Regions from separate parts of the Mus musculus genome. Here all the other regions are linked to region 2. Evidence: chromatin contacts called from public promoter capture Hi-C data. All regions are on one chromosome and are shown on one strand. Each heading gives the region's core, a stretch centred on a gene start, on an enhancer-like site or on the middle of the called end of the contact. The rest is flanking DNA. Distances are from core to core; before and after follow the strand shown. Region 1 holds the start of Nt5c1a (5'-nucleotidase, cytosolic IA). Region 2 holds the start of Bmp8a (bone morphogenetic protein 8a). Region 3 has its middle 13 kb from the start of Ppie.

Evidence for each region. Promoter capture Hi-C pulls out the DNA fragments that hold promoters and counts their contacts.
Region 1: a promoter capture Hi-C map of embryonic stem cells shows a contact between it and region 2. The contact joins the promoter of Nt5c1a here to the promoter of Bmp8a in region 2. A contact is called at or near these places in 11 of 39 promoter capture datasets (the 3T3-L1 cell line, the HPC-7 cell line, cranial neural crest and 7 more), 5 of 484 Hi-C or Micro-C datasets (the G1E-ER4 cell line, the HL-1 cell line, cardiomyocytes and 2 more), 1 of 115 datasets of contacts at active chromatin or transcription factors (embryonic stem cells) and 1 of 9 other capture datasets (adipose tissue).
Region 3: a promoter capture Hi-C map of hippocampal neurons shows a contact between it and region 2, with 2.4 times the contacts expected there. The contact joins the enhancer-like site here to the promoter of Bmp8a in region 2. A contact is called at or near these places in 9 of 39 promoter capture datasets (the 3T3-L1 cell line, 3T3-L1-derived adipocytes, the HPC-7 cell line and 6 more), 6 of 484 Hi-C or Micro-C datasets (the C2C12 cell line, the G1E-ER4 cell line, brain and 3 more), 2 of 115 datasets of contacts at active chromatin or transcription factors (both in embryonic stem cells) and 1 of 9 other capture datasets (adipose tissue).

Annotation. Positions count from the first base shown.
Region 1 is chr4:123,199,618-123,203,506 of GRCm38.p6, reverse strand. Nt5c1a (5'-nucleotidase, cytosolic IA) reads right to left here and starts at 2,022. Exons shown (of 6, transcript NM_001085502.2): 1 at 1,824-2,022. The coding sequence starts at 1,949.
Region 2 is chr4:123,340,084-123,344,576 of GRCm38.p6, reverse strand. It overlaps Bmp8a (bone morphogenetic protein 8a), which reads left to right and starts at 1,325. Exons shown (of 7, transcript NM_007558.3): 1 at 1,325-2,193. The coding sequence starts at 1,869.
Region 3 is chr4:123,150,964-123,155,415 of GRCm38.p6, reverse strand. No RefSeq gene overlaps it. Among named protein-coding and RNA genes, the nearest start is that of Ppie, 13 kb to the right of the region's middle. Within about 2 kb of position 2,250, at least 12 of the 459 cell types and tissues checked have an H3K27ac peak or open chromatin away from gene starts, as enhancers often do. A contact at or near this core is called in cerebral cortex and hippocampal neurons, where this site is marked.

The sequences.
Region 1 (3,889 bases), core at 773-3,272, 140 kb after region 2:
CTATACATCTCTTTTACAATTCAGCTCTTATATCTATACATCTATATGAGTGCATTTGTTGCAAAACTAATCAATAAAACAACACCTTGGGAACTGGAGAGATGGCTCAGTAGTTAAGAGCCCTGACTGATCTTCCGGAGGTCCTGAGTTCAATTCCCAGCAACCACATGGTGGCTCACAACCATCTATAATGGGATCCGACGCCCTCTTCTGGTGTGTCTGAAGACAGCAACAGTGTAACCACATACATGAAATAAATACATCTTAAAACAAACATACAAACAAAACAACAACAAGAAAACCCCAGCAGTTTAGGTGACAATATGTTTGAAAGCAGGGGTTAGGTCGCCACCATAGACACAAGAAGTTTCAGTATCCAGCCAATTTATTTTTATGTTTCTGCACAGTTCTGAGAGAGTCCAGTTTGCACCCCCAAATACTTGAACATGGGAAGAGCTGCTTTATTTTCAAATATTTAAAGTACTCTTTCTAAAAGAAAGGATTCACAGGTCTGAAGACTGCTTGAGACACAGGGTTCCACAGAACCCAGCGTGAAAGCCTCAGCCCCGTTAAATAAGGTTCTGGCCCTTTCACAAGGTACTCAGTCAGAGGGGTCCCTTGCCTGGGAGCCTTTTGAGTCCTTGTAACACTTTCCCCAATGATCCTGCATGTCTAAGTGTGAATTCTGAACAAGTTCTTGAGCTTCAAAGACAGCTTCTTGCTTTTCACTCACTCCTCTGCCCCTCCCACCCTCCCAGGAGATCCCACCCACTGAAGCTTTAAGATCAGCTCAAAAGTCATTATCCCAAAGCCTTCTCAGTGGCAGTCACCCCCTCCCCCCCAGTGCTCCCACAGCATGTAGGATCTTTTACCTGAGAATCCACCATCTCTAGAGCCTCCGTGGTCACACTCCAAACTCCTGAGACAGGCAGACCACACTTAATATCTCTGTCACCAGGATGAGCCAAGGCCTAGAGGTGACTGTGGATGGGGTAGCCTCCTGGGTAAAGTCGTTGTAGTGAAGCAGTGGAATGCTTTAAGGTCGGACTGGAAGTCCTTGTGTAACGCCTTTGGGTCCCTTTCTATTCTCAATCCCTTGCCCAAGTTCCTGGGTCTAAGGCGGAGAGGCGTGAACAACGCTAAGGTATCATGAACTTTCCTAACAGAGGAAGAGGAATGCTTGCCTCTGTGTGAAGTTGCAAATGGTTGATGCCACCACTGAGATCAGAAGCAATGTCTAAGGTGCAAAGCCCAGCGCTGGGAGCTCCAGAGCCTGGGAGCAAAGCCCTGAGCCTAGAGCAAGTAATCGTTCCTTTAAGATGCAGGGAGAGTGACCTGATCCCCCGGGGTCTGGGTATTCAGTTAGAGCCCAAACGCCGAGGCTTGGGCCAGGAAGCTGAACTGACTGCACAGATGGAGGAGACCTGAGAGCCCAGCGAGCAACCGGGTTCCCAGAGTCGAGTTAGGAGTTACGGAGCCCAGGGCGCTGCTCCCGGGTTGCTGACCAGCTCTGCCAACAAGTGCAGTCCGCGCGTTCAGGTTGCCAGCGCCGGAGGGGATAGGCCCCTGATGACAGCATGGGGGAGGGGTATTCTGGAGTAGAACCTGAGCCCGGGATTGGGGGGAGGGGGTGCGGAGGCACTGCCACTATAGCAGAGCTCCCAAAATAAACTGGAGCCCCAGCCAACTGCTGGGCACATTCTGGGGCGGAGGAGCCTTGTCACCTTCGGGAGGGGTTCCACGAGGCCCTTTCCAAAGGGCTTGAGACCCGTCCCTAGAAATGGCCCTTCCCGTGTCCCCCCAAATCCAAGCCCTACTTTTACCGATTTGGGTTTCTTCTTGGACGAGAGGTTGTCATAGAAAGTCTTGGCTTCCTCCCAGCGCGGTACCGCGGCGGTCTCTGCCCCTGGCCCGGGTTCGCGGGCCTCCCGGGGCTGCCCTGGTTCCATGCTCCGACTCGGATTCTATCCGGCCCGGCGGGAGAAGACAGCAGTGGAGACGCGGAGCTCTCGGCACCGGGCTGAGGGAGGGAGGCGCGTCCCGGGTGGGAGAGGCAGGCGGGCAGGGCCGGGAGGGAGTGCGAGTGAGCCTGCCCCGCCCGCCGGGGGTGGGGGGTGGGGGGGACCGTCAGGTCCGAGCCGCCCTCTTGGCATTTAGGGGAACTCTGATTCCTCGACCGACCCGGGTCTGAAGCAAATGGGGAGCAGGTGCAGTCTGCTTTCTGGAGCAGGCCGAGTGGAGCCAGGCTTGTGGAGTACTGCGGCTTCGGGGTTGCGGGGATGAAGTTCAAGGGCACCGAGAGAGGAGGAAGCCTAACATTTTCCCCTCCTAACACGATAATGCCCAAACCAGAAAATGAATAGTAAGCGCTCCTCCAAACTAACAGGTCTCCTACCCCTATCAGATGCCAGCATTGGACCCTGCGTGATCCGTCGCCTTTCTCCACATTCCAGTCTATCCTTGGACCCAGGGAAGTGTTGGATGGACAGCCTGGTTCATGAACAGGAAGCCTCATTGCGTGTAGGGGAAAGTGTGGGACACAGTTCTTACACAGGCGAAGGGGCTCTTGAATCTAAGGCGATGTTATGCTCGCCTAATGGGCGACACAGTCAAGAGTGATTCCAAGGGACTGGATTCATGTCGGCTCCCCTGTTGGCCAGCAGGGGGCGTGCATTTTCAAGTCCCGCGCGCTGAACTTGAGATGGTTACAGTTGTGAGGAAAGGAAGGGAGGAATGGAGTCTAGAACCCAAAGGATTTTAGCCTAGCATTTTGGAATTTCAGGGTATTTTTCACGCTGGTGCAGAGCTCTGAATTATCTGCCTCAAGGCAGAGCCATCTCTCCGACATGGATTGGAGATGCCTGAAAAACATTGGTTTAGCTGACGGGTGGTGGTGGTGGTGGTGGTGGTGGTGGTGGTGGTGGTGGTGGTGGTGGTGAGGTTCCTTTGCCTGAGACCCCTGGGACAGAGTGGAGCTCTGTCCAGCCTCCACCATGTCTAGAAGGAACCAAGTAAACTTTGTACTGTAGTTATTTCCTCCTGATCGAAACACTCCCTCCTGGGAGGCTCTGAGGCCCAAGAAACTCAAAAGATTCGGGGAGCCTAGAGAATTCTAAAGATTTGGGGTCCCTGCCTAGTTATACAGATATCAAAGTTACCCGCTGTTGGGAGAGGAAGGGCACCTTTGGTGGTGTAGCTGCCCTCAGGTCACACAGGGAACTCCAGTGTTTCAGTTTTCCTGAGTCAGCACCCGTGCTGGGCTTTTTGGTGATGCAGTTTCCAGAGTTGCTCAGATTCCTGTAAATAACCCTCACCCACACACATGTTAGTAACCCCAGTGAACTCACCAGCTCAGTAAGCCGAGCCTTTGGGTACCACCCTTTATCTGGAGTGAACAGAGATATCTCCACTGGAAAAGCAGTAGCGTAGATTTGGGTAAATGAGAGGGGAAGTTAAAAAATAATAAGATTGGTAAAGTAAGTTCAGATGTTTCCAGATTTGGATGGATTGGGGTGTGTGTGTGTGTGTATGAGAGAGAGAGAGAGAGAGAGAGAGAGAGAGAGAGAGAGAGAGAGAGAGAGAGATTTGCTTACATAAAAGGGAATCCATCCCCAGCAATTTGGATCTGTGTGGCTGGCTTGAAAGGATGACCTGGGAAAGTCAAATTTCCCTTTCTTTAGAATGTGGGGTTGGGTGTCAGCCTCAGGCAAGACAGTGGGTGTTATGAAGTGTTAGACGTCCACCTAAATGAGCCCCTGCAGAGTGGTCAAACTCCACCTCAAACAGAGGGATGTGAGCAGAGAAGTCTTTGTGAGCCAACTGAGGTGACCACCAGGTAGAATATGGGGACGAACGGACGGACAGAGGACCCCGTGAGTGAAGCCTTGCC
Region 2 (4,493 bases), core at 76-2,575:
AAAAAAGAGAGAGAGAGAGCAGAGTTGGCCAGAGCAAGAGGGGTTGACCAGAGCAAGTAGAGGTCCTAAAAATTCAATTCCAAACAACCACATGAAGGCTGACCTGAGGTAAAGTGCTTAGCACTCAGGTTTCCCGGTTTTTTGTTTGTTTGTTTGTTTGTTTTGTTTTGTTTTAAGCCTTTGTGGGGCACAGTAGCACATGCCATAATCCCAGAGGCAGGGATAGGCAGGCATATCTATGAGTTTGAGGCCAGCCTGTTCTATAGGTCAAGTTCCAGGTCCGCCAATGCTACATTGTGAGAACCTACCTCAGAGCGGGGCAGGGCTGGTATAGAAATCTGGAGAAGACATTCAGAAATAGCACCTCCCAAGGGGAAGGAAAAAAACAAGCTATCGGTCTTAGACCTCAAGTGGCTGAAGGACAGAATGTATTCGGTGTCTACTGTATCTTTACATCCTTCAGTGATGTTACCGATATGGACCAGAGGTGCAAGGAGCTGGGCGCCATTGCCCTCGTATCAAACTCCAGACCGCAGGTGGAAACAGATCCAAGACCCCCTGGATCTGGAGCCCAGTCAACCCTCAGCGCTCTTGTTTGTTCAGGAATGTGAAGATTAGGCAGGTTGAGGTTGTCACTCCCATCCCGTGTGACAGAACTTGAAGGAAGGGGGATCATCGTGATCTGTGAACAGAATTTCTCAAAAATTATTTTGTTAATAAATTGCTTTGTGTAAGCTAAGAAAGAAAGAGAGGGGTAAAAAAAGGAAGAAGAAAAGGAAAAGAGGCAGCTGTGTGCCTATAGTGGCTTGTAAACACTAATAGGTCTGAAAGCCCTGTTACCTGTCATTATGACACTCCCAGTCTTGACACAGCCAGTCCCTCTGCTGGGTGCTTTCCTCCTACTGACTTCCGTCTTTCCTGTTCTATTCCTTCCAGCCTCCCGGAGCTCTTTCGCTGCTCCACTTGAGCCACACCAACACCTTTATGGTCTGTATCAGTGCTGTGGCAGCCGCCTTGGGAGGCCGGAGTGCATAAAGGGGCGGAACCAGTCAGGGAGTTTTTGCAAGGTCTCTTTCTTGCAAGCCCCTGGGGAGTTGTCACAAATGAGATAAGCGAAGGTGACCCTACTTCAGGAGGCTCAGAGCCCTATCCTGGGTTGGATCTACAAAGGGAACCGCTGGGTGAAGAAGAAGTCTGGAGCGGAGGAGTAGCGGGGGCTGGGCCCTGGTTCCTGCTGGCAACGGAATGTGTGCCCCACCCTCGCTGCACTGCTGGCACCCGCCCCGCCCCGACGGCCGGAACTAGGGGCGCATGCAGAGACTTCCAGAGCAGAAGGTGAGACACTACGGGTCCTACCGCTGCTCCGGGACTCAGGATCCCACCCTGGTGCCTGCTTCAGAGGCCCCAATGTCTCCTCGTGTAGCCAGGTATGAGCCCCGGAAGCTGGATGGGGACCCAAGACACCCTTAAAGGCCTCTCTTCAGCCCGTTCGTTCCCACCTACGGGTGCACCAGGCGGCTCCCACCACTTCGCGCACAAGTAGTAGTGCGACCATCCCCAGGCGTCTTTCCGCACTCGGACCCGCCCCCGTGATCCCATTGGCTGGTCGGGGAAGGGGCGGGGCCGAGGAAGAGCGCTCGGCGGTCTGAGCTGCCACCAAAGTCCTCCTGCGGACACTCGCAAGTCAGCGCCGTGAGAGCCCACGTTGCTCTGAGGGACCTACCGACGCGGCGATCGCCTGCCGAGTGCGTGGTGAGCAGCTGCTGTAAAGCTGCCAGCGACAGGTGCGCCGTCTGGTCCTCCCCGTCTGGGCGTAGCGCCCGAGCCCGACCAGCTACCAGTGGATGCGCGCCGGCTGAAAGTCCGAGATGGCTATGCGTCCCGGGCCACTCTGGCTATTGGGCCTTGCTCTGTGCGCGCTGGGAGGCGGCCACGGTCCGCGTCCCCCGCACACCTGTCCCCAGCGTCGCCTGGGAGCGCGCGAGCGCCGCGACATGCAGCGTGAAATCCTGGCGGTGCTCGGGCTACCGGGACGGCCCCGACCCCGTGCACAACCCGCCGCTGCCCGGCAGCCAGCGTCCGCGCCCCTCTTCATGTTGGACCTATACCACGCCATGACCGATGACGACGACGGCGGGCCACCACAGGCTCACTTAGGCCGTGCCGACCTGGTCATGAGCTTCGTCAACATGGGTGAGTGCAGGGCGTCAGGGATCCGGATGGGGCGGTAGGTGGAGGAGAGGGTGGCCGCCTGTCGGGGGATGATGCCCTCGGGTAATACAAGGCCCCTGGGACAGGGAGCCATGGTTCAGTAAAACCACAGGGAGGGGCGACTGCAGGAGATCAGGATTGGAAGGTCCGTTTTTTGCGCCTGTGCCCAGGGTCTTTGCCCCACTAAGGCACCCAGGAGTTGGGATCTGGAGATGTCCAGGTCCCCTAGGTAGCATCGGAAAACAGTCCTGGGTATACTGATGAGTAACCAGACCGTGATGCTGTCACTGTGATAAACGCAGCCCTGAAGAGAGGGAGGGACAAAGTTCAGTGTGGAAACCTGTGGTCATATCAAAATGACCAGAGCTGACCCTCACGCCCGGACAGCGGGCTCTTTCTGTGGGTGACTGGGTGGGGTGCAGTGTCAGGAGGTGGAGTGGACAGACTCAGACATGACTGTAGTCCTGTGGGCCTGGGCTCTAGCAGCTGGACCTTGGCCTGGCACGGAGAGTGTTCAGGCCAGTGAGTGACCCAAGGGGCAGCTGTGAGTCCATTCTCCCGAAGCGTGGCTCCTCCTTTCTCCAGGGACCTATAGACATCAGGACCACTTTCTCCTACGAGTCTTTTATTTTTTTAACTTACATGTATGAGGGTTTTACCTGCATGTGTGTCTGTGTACCACATTCATGCCCAGTGCTGGCAGAGGTTAGAAGAGAGCATCAGATGCCCTAAAACTGGCATCACAGTTGTGAGCAGCCCTGTGGGTGCAGGTTCTCAAGAAGATCCTAAACATGGAGAGGTAGCAGTTACAGCCCCACATGTGGTCTGTCCTGAGTCCCCTCCCTGCCCTCTAAGCAGGAGAGAGTATATAGATCCCTGCTGCCCTGGAACTTTCAGTCCCAAACACCCACCTTCTCCCTGTGCTGTGTTCCACCCTACCTTGGCCACCACCAGCTATGGATGGGGGGTTGGGTAATGCTCTCTGCCTGCCTTCAGGTAGGGAAACAAGTGGCTCCTGAGCCATCCTCCAGCTATAACCCCCACCTTTAAATTAAAAAAAAATTGTGTGTGTGTGTGTGTGTGTGTGTGTGTGTGTGTGTGTGTGTGTGTCCGTACAAGATTTTCCTGTCTGTCTGTATATGTACCAAGTGCATGCAGTGTCTCATGGGGGCAGAAGAGGGTGTCAGATCCTCTGGGACTGGAGTCAGAGATTATAGGAAGTCATGAGCAGCGAGTGCTGAGCCTACTCTGCAGCCCCAGCTTCTAAAAGTCTGAAAGATAATTTTCCGGAGGTTTTCCTCACTGTGGGTCAGACCCCCCGCCAGCTTTGCTGATGCTCGTGGCTATTGAGCTGGGCAGGTTTGAATGCCCAGCTTGAGCTGAGACCAGGGAAAGGACCCTGCCCTGGCCACCAGCCCAGCAGAGCCTCCTAACAGCAGGTGACCATCAAATCTCCTCTCCCATTACCCAGGGGAGAGCAGGGAGGCCCAGAGAGGCAGTGACTGCCCTGAAATAGCGTACTTGGATTGCCTGACTCTCCCTCCAGTGCTCAGGCTGGTGATACTCCCTCCAAGACGGGGAGAGCTTTCGATAGGATGTGGGCAGAGGAACGTAAGGGACTGTAGAGCAGGGTGTGTGGGATCCTCAGCCACTCGTTTCCTACCTGAAGGCCCCCAAGCCTCTGTTTCACATCCATAACGCAGTGGCCAAGGTAGGGTAGAACACAGCACACCGGGAAGGCGGGTATTTCTGACCAAAAGCAGGAGGGACCTACGTACTGTTTCCTGCTTAGAGGGCAGGGTGGGGACTTAGGGCAGACTACATGTGGGGCTGTAACTGCCTCTTCATCCTTAGGACAGGCTGACCCAGGGTTTAGGACTAAGAACGAAGGATAGACTTGCCCAAGAATGTCCCTAGAGGAGCTGCTGATCAGAATGAATCACCACCCAACCCATGTTCTGTACCCCGCCTCCCCTCCTCTGGTCAAAACAGGAACAGCTCTGGTGGGAACTGAGGCTGTGAACAGACCAGGGCCTGCTGCTGCTGGGCAACTTTAGGGAAGTTGCTTGTGGTCTCTGAGCCTAAATCTGTCCTTTTAAATGGGACTCCTAGGTGTGGCATGGCGACACACACCTTTAATTACAGCACTGAGGAGGCAGAGCTAGGGGGCGGTGGGGGTGGGGGTGGGGGTAGCTCTATGAGTTCCAAGCCAGCCAGAGCTATATAGTGAGACCCTGTCTAAAAATAAATGAATAAATGGGACTCGCGGTGACCTGTCCTCA
Region 3 (4,452 bases), core at 1,001-3,500, 190 kb after region 2:
GGAAGGAAGAGAGACATTTGCATATTGTTAGGACTGGACTTTGGTGGCAAATAGATCTTGAGTAGTATCTCAGAATTACCTTTTACTATGTACAACTTGCACAAATCAAATAGATCACTCTGCTTTTGTTAGACTCCATATATTCTCCAAATAGCTGCACAAGATTTTTAAAAAGGATGGGACATCAATTTGTGGCCTATGACTGCCCCCTAGAGGCAATATTAAAATACTGCTCCATAACTGTGTTAACTATAGTCTCAGAACTGTCCAGCCCAAAAGCCAGCAGTTTCTGCAAGTTAAACAGTCCCTTAGTTGATAATTAGTCACCGGAGTCTCTGCGTTCTTTGAATGGAAAGTCCGTGCTTCTTCGTGGGGATTAATAAGAGTTAGAGGCCTAGGAATATTGGTCAGGTAGTAAAATCCTGTCCTGAAAGCACAGGTCCTGAGTTCACTCCCTAGAAGCCAAATTTTAAAAAACAAAAACAAAACAAAACAAAAGGAAAAAAAGGGTGTGTTTCAGGATACGGTGGCACACACCTTTAATCCCAGCACTTGGGAGGCAGAAGCAGTCGGATATCTGAGTCAGAGGCCAATTTGTTCTACAGAACTAGTTCCATGAGAGCTGGGGCTACATAGACAAACTCTGTCCTTAAAAACCAAACAAAACTAAACCAGACAAACAAAGAAACAAACAGGTGTGATGGTAGTCCAGCATGGGGGGTGGGCAGAGACAGGCGATCCCTGGAATTCACAGGACAGCCAGCCTAACCTATTGGGTTGGCTAGTGTGGGTACAGGCAAACAGAAGAGCCCCAAAGAACCAACCAAGTCCTATGAAAATTTACCCACCACCAATAACAACAACCATGCTTTAAAGAAACAGACTACCCCTGGGTTATGCAAACTACAGCAAACAGCCAACTAAACAAACCCAACAAACAGACAGAAACCCAAAGGAATATGACCCAGTGCATCTTATTAGGCTAAAAAAGGTCTACAATTGTTCATCCTAAACTTATATAAGTTTGGGAGACCAGAGAGATAGGTCAGTGTCTAAGAGCATATACTACTCTTGCAGAGGCCCCAAGTTCAGTTCTCAGCATCTGTTTGGTGGCTCACAACTACCTGTAACCCCGGCATCCTCTGACTTTCAAGAATACCTGTGTGCACATATGCACACACACTTGTGTAAGCACACACATGCACACACAAGCACACGCATGCACACAGGTGCACACAGTATATATCTTTACATTTATATGAGTTTGGGAGTTAAAAGATATGTATATCTGACTCCATAGTAATATAGTACAGCTGGACTAACTTCACACAGTCAAGTGTCCCAGTGACAAAATATATTAAGCAGATACATAGAAGTTTGAGCGTGCCTCAGAAGCTCAGAATAGGTTTTAATGCCCCTCAGGTTTACTCAAAAATCTTTCTTTACCTCCAACAAACAAACAACAAAAGTATCTGCTGCTAGTTTTCAAAAAACAATTAATTTTGGAATTACCAATAAGGATTTTAGACCTACACAACCAATGCCCAACTAACCCAGGATGGTATGAAAAAAGAAAATTCAATCCAAATTTAGTCGTGAATATATTGGCAGAAATACTACAGTAAACACTAAAAAAATAGAATCTGGTATTGTATAAAATCAGTATGTCCTGGGTCAGGGGACCTGGCTCAGTTGGCAAAGTGCTTACCATACAAGTGTGAGGACCCAAGTCTGGGTTCCCAGAGCCCATGTTAAAAAAAACAAAAACAAAAACAAAAAAAACCTGTTTCAGTGGATTTGAGCACCTGTCATGCTGATGGAGGTGGAAACAGGATTCCTGGAGCTCACTAGCCAGCTAGCCCAGCAGAGTCACCCAGCTCCATGTTCAGTGAGAGACCTGCTCTCAACCTCTGGCTTCCACATGCATGTACATGCCCACACACGTGTACACTCAAATCATGTATACACGGACAAATATACAAATACTCCCACACATGCACGCACGCCTTCTGGTCATCGGGATGGATGTGCAGCGTCACTTTAAGAGTCAAGCTCACTGCAGAGCCCAAGAAACACAGGAGACACACTTACACCTCACTGAGAGGCCCAACAGTTGTCCACCACCCGAGCCCTGCTGTCGCTACATCCTAGGGGAACATGCAGCTGCTATGGACAGCAAGGCCTGAGGGAATCACTCTGGCTCAGCGTGCTGGCCTGCATCTCTCACTGCTTCCTACAGCTCTAGTTGTGTGAGCAGATGGCCTGACGCCCACCATCAACACCTCCAAGCCCACACAGCAAAGGCTGCATACACAATGCCCCCACTTATCTTCCCTTTGCAGTCTCCTAGGAAACAGGAGAGTTGAAGACCAAGGTCAGTGCTGTTCGAGCTTGCAGACTGATATGCATTTTCTCTTTATTCACAAATGGACAATTTAAAGTTAGGAAATTGGAAATCTGTCACTCTGGATGCCAGTTAGATGGTAAAGGGGGGAAATGACATGTTTTTCTTTTCCTTTTAGATTTATTTATTGTTATATGTAAGTACACTGTAGCTGTGTTCAGACACACCAGAAGAGGGTGTCAGATCTCATTATGGATGGTGGTGAGCCACCATGTGGTTGCTGGGATTTGAACTCAGGACCTTTGGAGGAGCAGTCAGTGCTCTTAACCACTGAGCCATCTCTCCAGCCCAATGAGTTTTTCTTCTTTCTTTCTTTCTTTCTTTCTTTCTTTCTTTCTTTCTTTCTTTCTTTCTTTCTTTCTTTCTTCCTTCCTTCCTTCCTTCCTTCCTTCCTTCCTTCCTTCCTTCCTTCCTTTCTTCCTTTCTTCCTTTCTTTTCTGTTTTGTTTTTTTGTTTTTCAAGACAGGGTTTCTCTGTGTAGCCCTGGCTGTCCTGGAACTCACTCTGTAGACCAGACTGGCTTCGAACTCAGAAATCCGCCTGCTTCTGCCTCTCAAGTGCTGGGATTAAAGGAATGTGCCACCACTGCCCGGCAAGTTTTTCAAAGATACACAAGCAGCACTAAGAAAGTTAAACACCATCATAATCATTGTCGTCATCATCATCATCGTCGTCATTGTTATTTTAGTTGTTAGCAAGGGCTGAAGAGATGGCTCAGTTCTTAAGAGTATTTGCTACTCTTGCAGAGGACCTGGGTTTGGTTCCCAACATGGGTATGGTAGTTTACAACTACCTGTACTCCAGGTTTGGTGCCCACTTCTGGCTTCCAGGGGCACTGCAGGCACATGGTGAACTTACATACACTTAGGAAAAGTATAAGTACACACTTATATTCATAAAAATATGAATAAATAAATAAATAAATAAATGTTTAAACTTGACAGCAAATTAAAAATGGAAGGCAGGGACCAGTCATAGTGGCACGCCCTCTAATTCTAGCATTGGGGAGGCAGAATTTGGTAGATCTCTGTGATTTGAAGGCTAGCTCGGCCTACAAAGTTAGTTCCAGGACAGTCAGGGCTACATAGTGAGACTCGGTCTCAAAAAACAAAACAAAACAAAATAAACAAACCAACTAGAGAGAATGAGGCAGCACCGTCTCTCCATGTAGACGATATTCCTGCCAATTCAGAAAAATCCAGAGAAAAACTAACTGAACTAGGAGAGTTCCACAGAATGGCTAAGAATGTGATCGATAACAACAGCCAAATCCAGTATATTCATATTTAAAAGAATAAGAAACCAGAAAGTGTGATGAGTGAAAGGATTCTGGCCCAGAGCTCACCAACCAGACTAGGCTGGCCGGCGGTCTAGAGAGGCTCAGGGATCCACTTTGTTCTATCTTCTTCCTAGTGCTCAGATTGTAAGTGCCCACCACACGCATGGCATCTTCACAGGAGTACCAGCGCCAGATTCAGTCCTCATGCTTGTGTGACAAGCACTTCACTGAGAGAGCTGCCCCCAGGCCTGACAGCTTTCTTTTTCTTTTCTTTTTCCTTTCTATTTTCTTTTCTTTTCTTTCTTTCTTTCTCTCTCTCTATTTTTTTTTTATTTTTTTACTTATTTGAGTGTGCACACATGCACTCTGCAGGGCACATGCAGGGCACATGCAGGGCACAGAGGACAGACAACTCTCAAGAATTGGGACAAATTGATATTCTGTTATTGGAAACACCACATTAAAAATGCATTTATTTGTTTCTACCTTTAGCTATCACAAGTAGGAAAGACACCATTAGTGAACATTTGTGAATGAATAGTGGAGATATCTGTTTTTGAGGATAGGAACCCAGAGTGAATATTCTTGAGGATGTGGTCATTCTATGCTTAATTGTTTTTGAAGAAGAGTCAAATTATTGAGACTCACCATTGCAAATTCCCACTAGCAATGTCCAAGTGTTTCCACTTCTCCACATCCCTGTTGTCTTAGTCAGGGTTTCTATGCCTGCACAAACATCATGACCAAGAAACAAGTTGGGGAGGAAAGG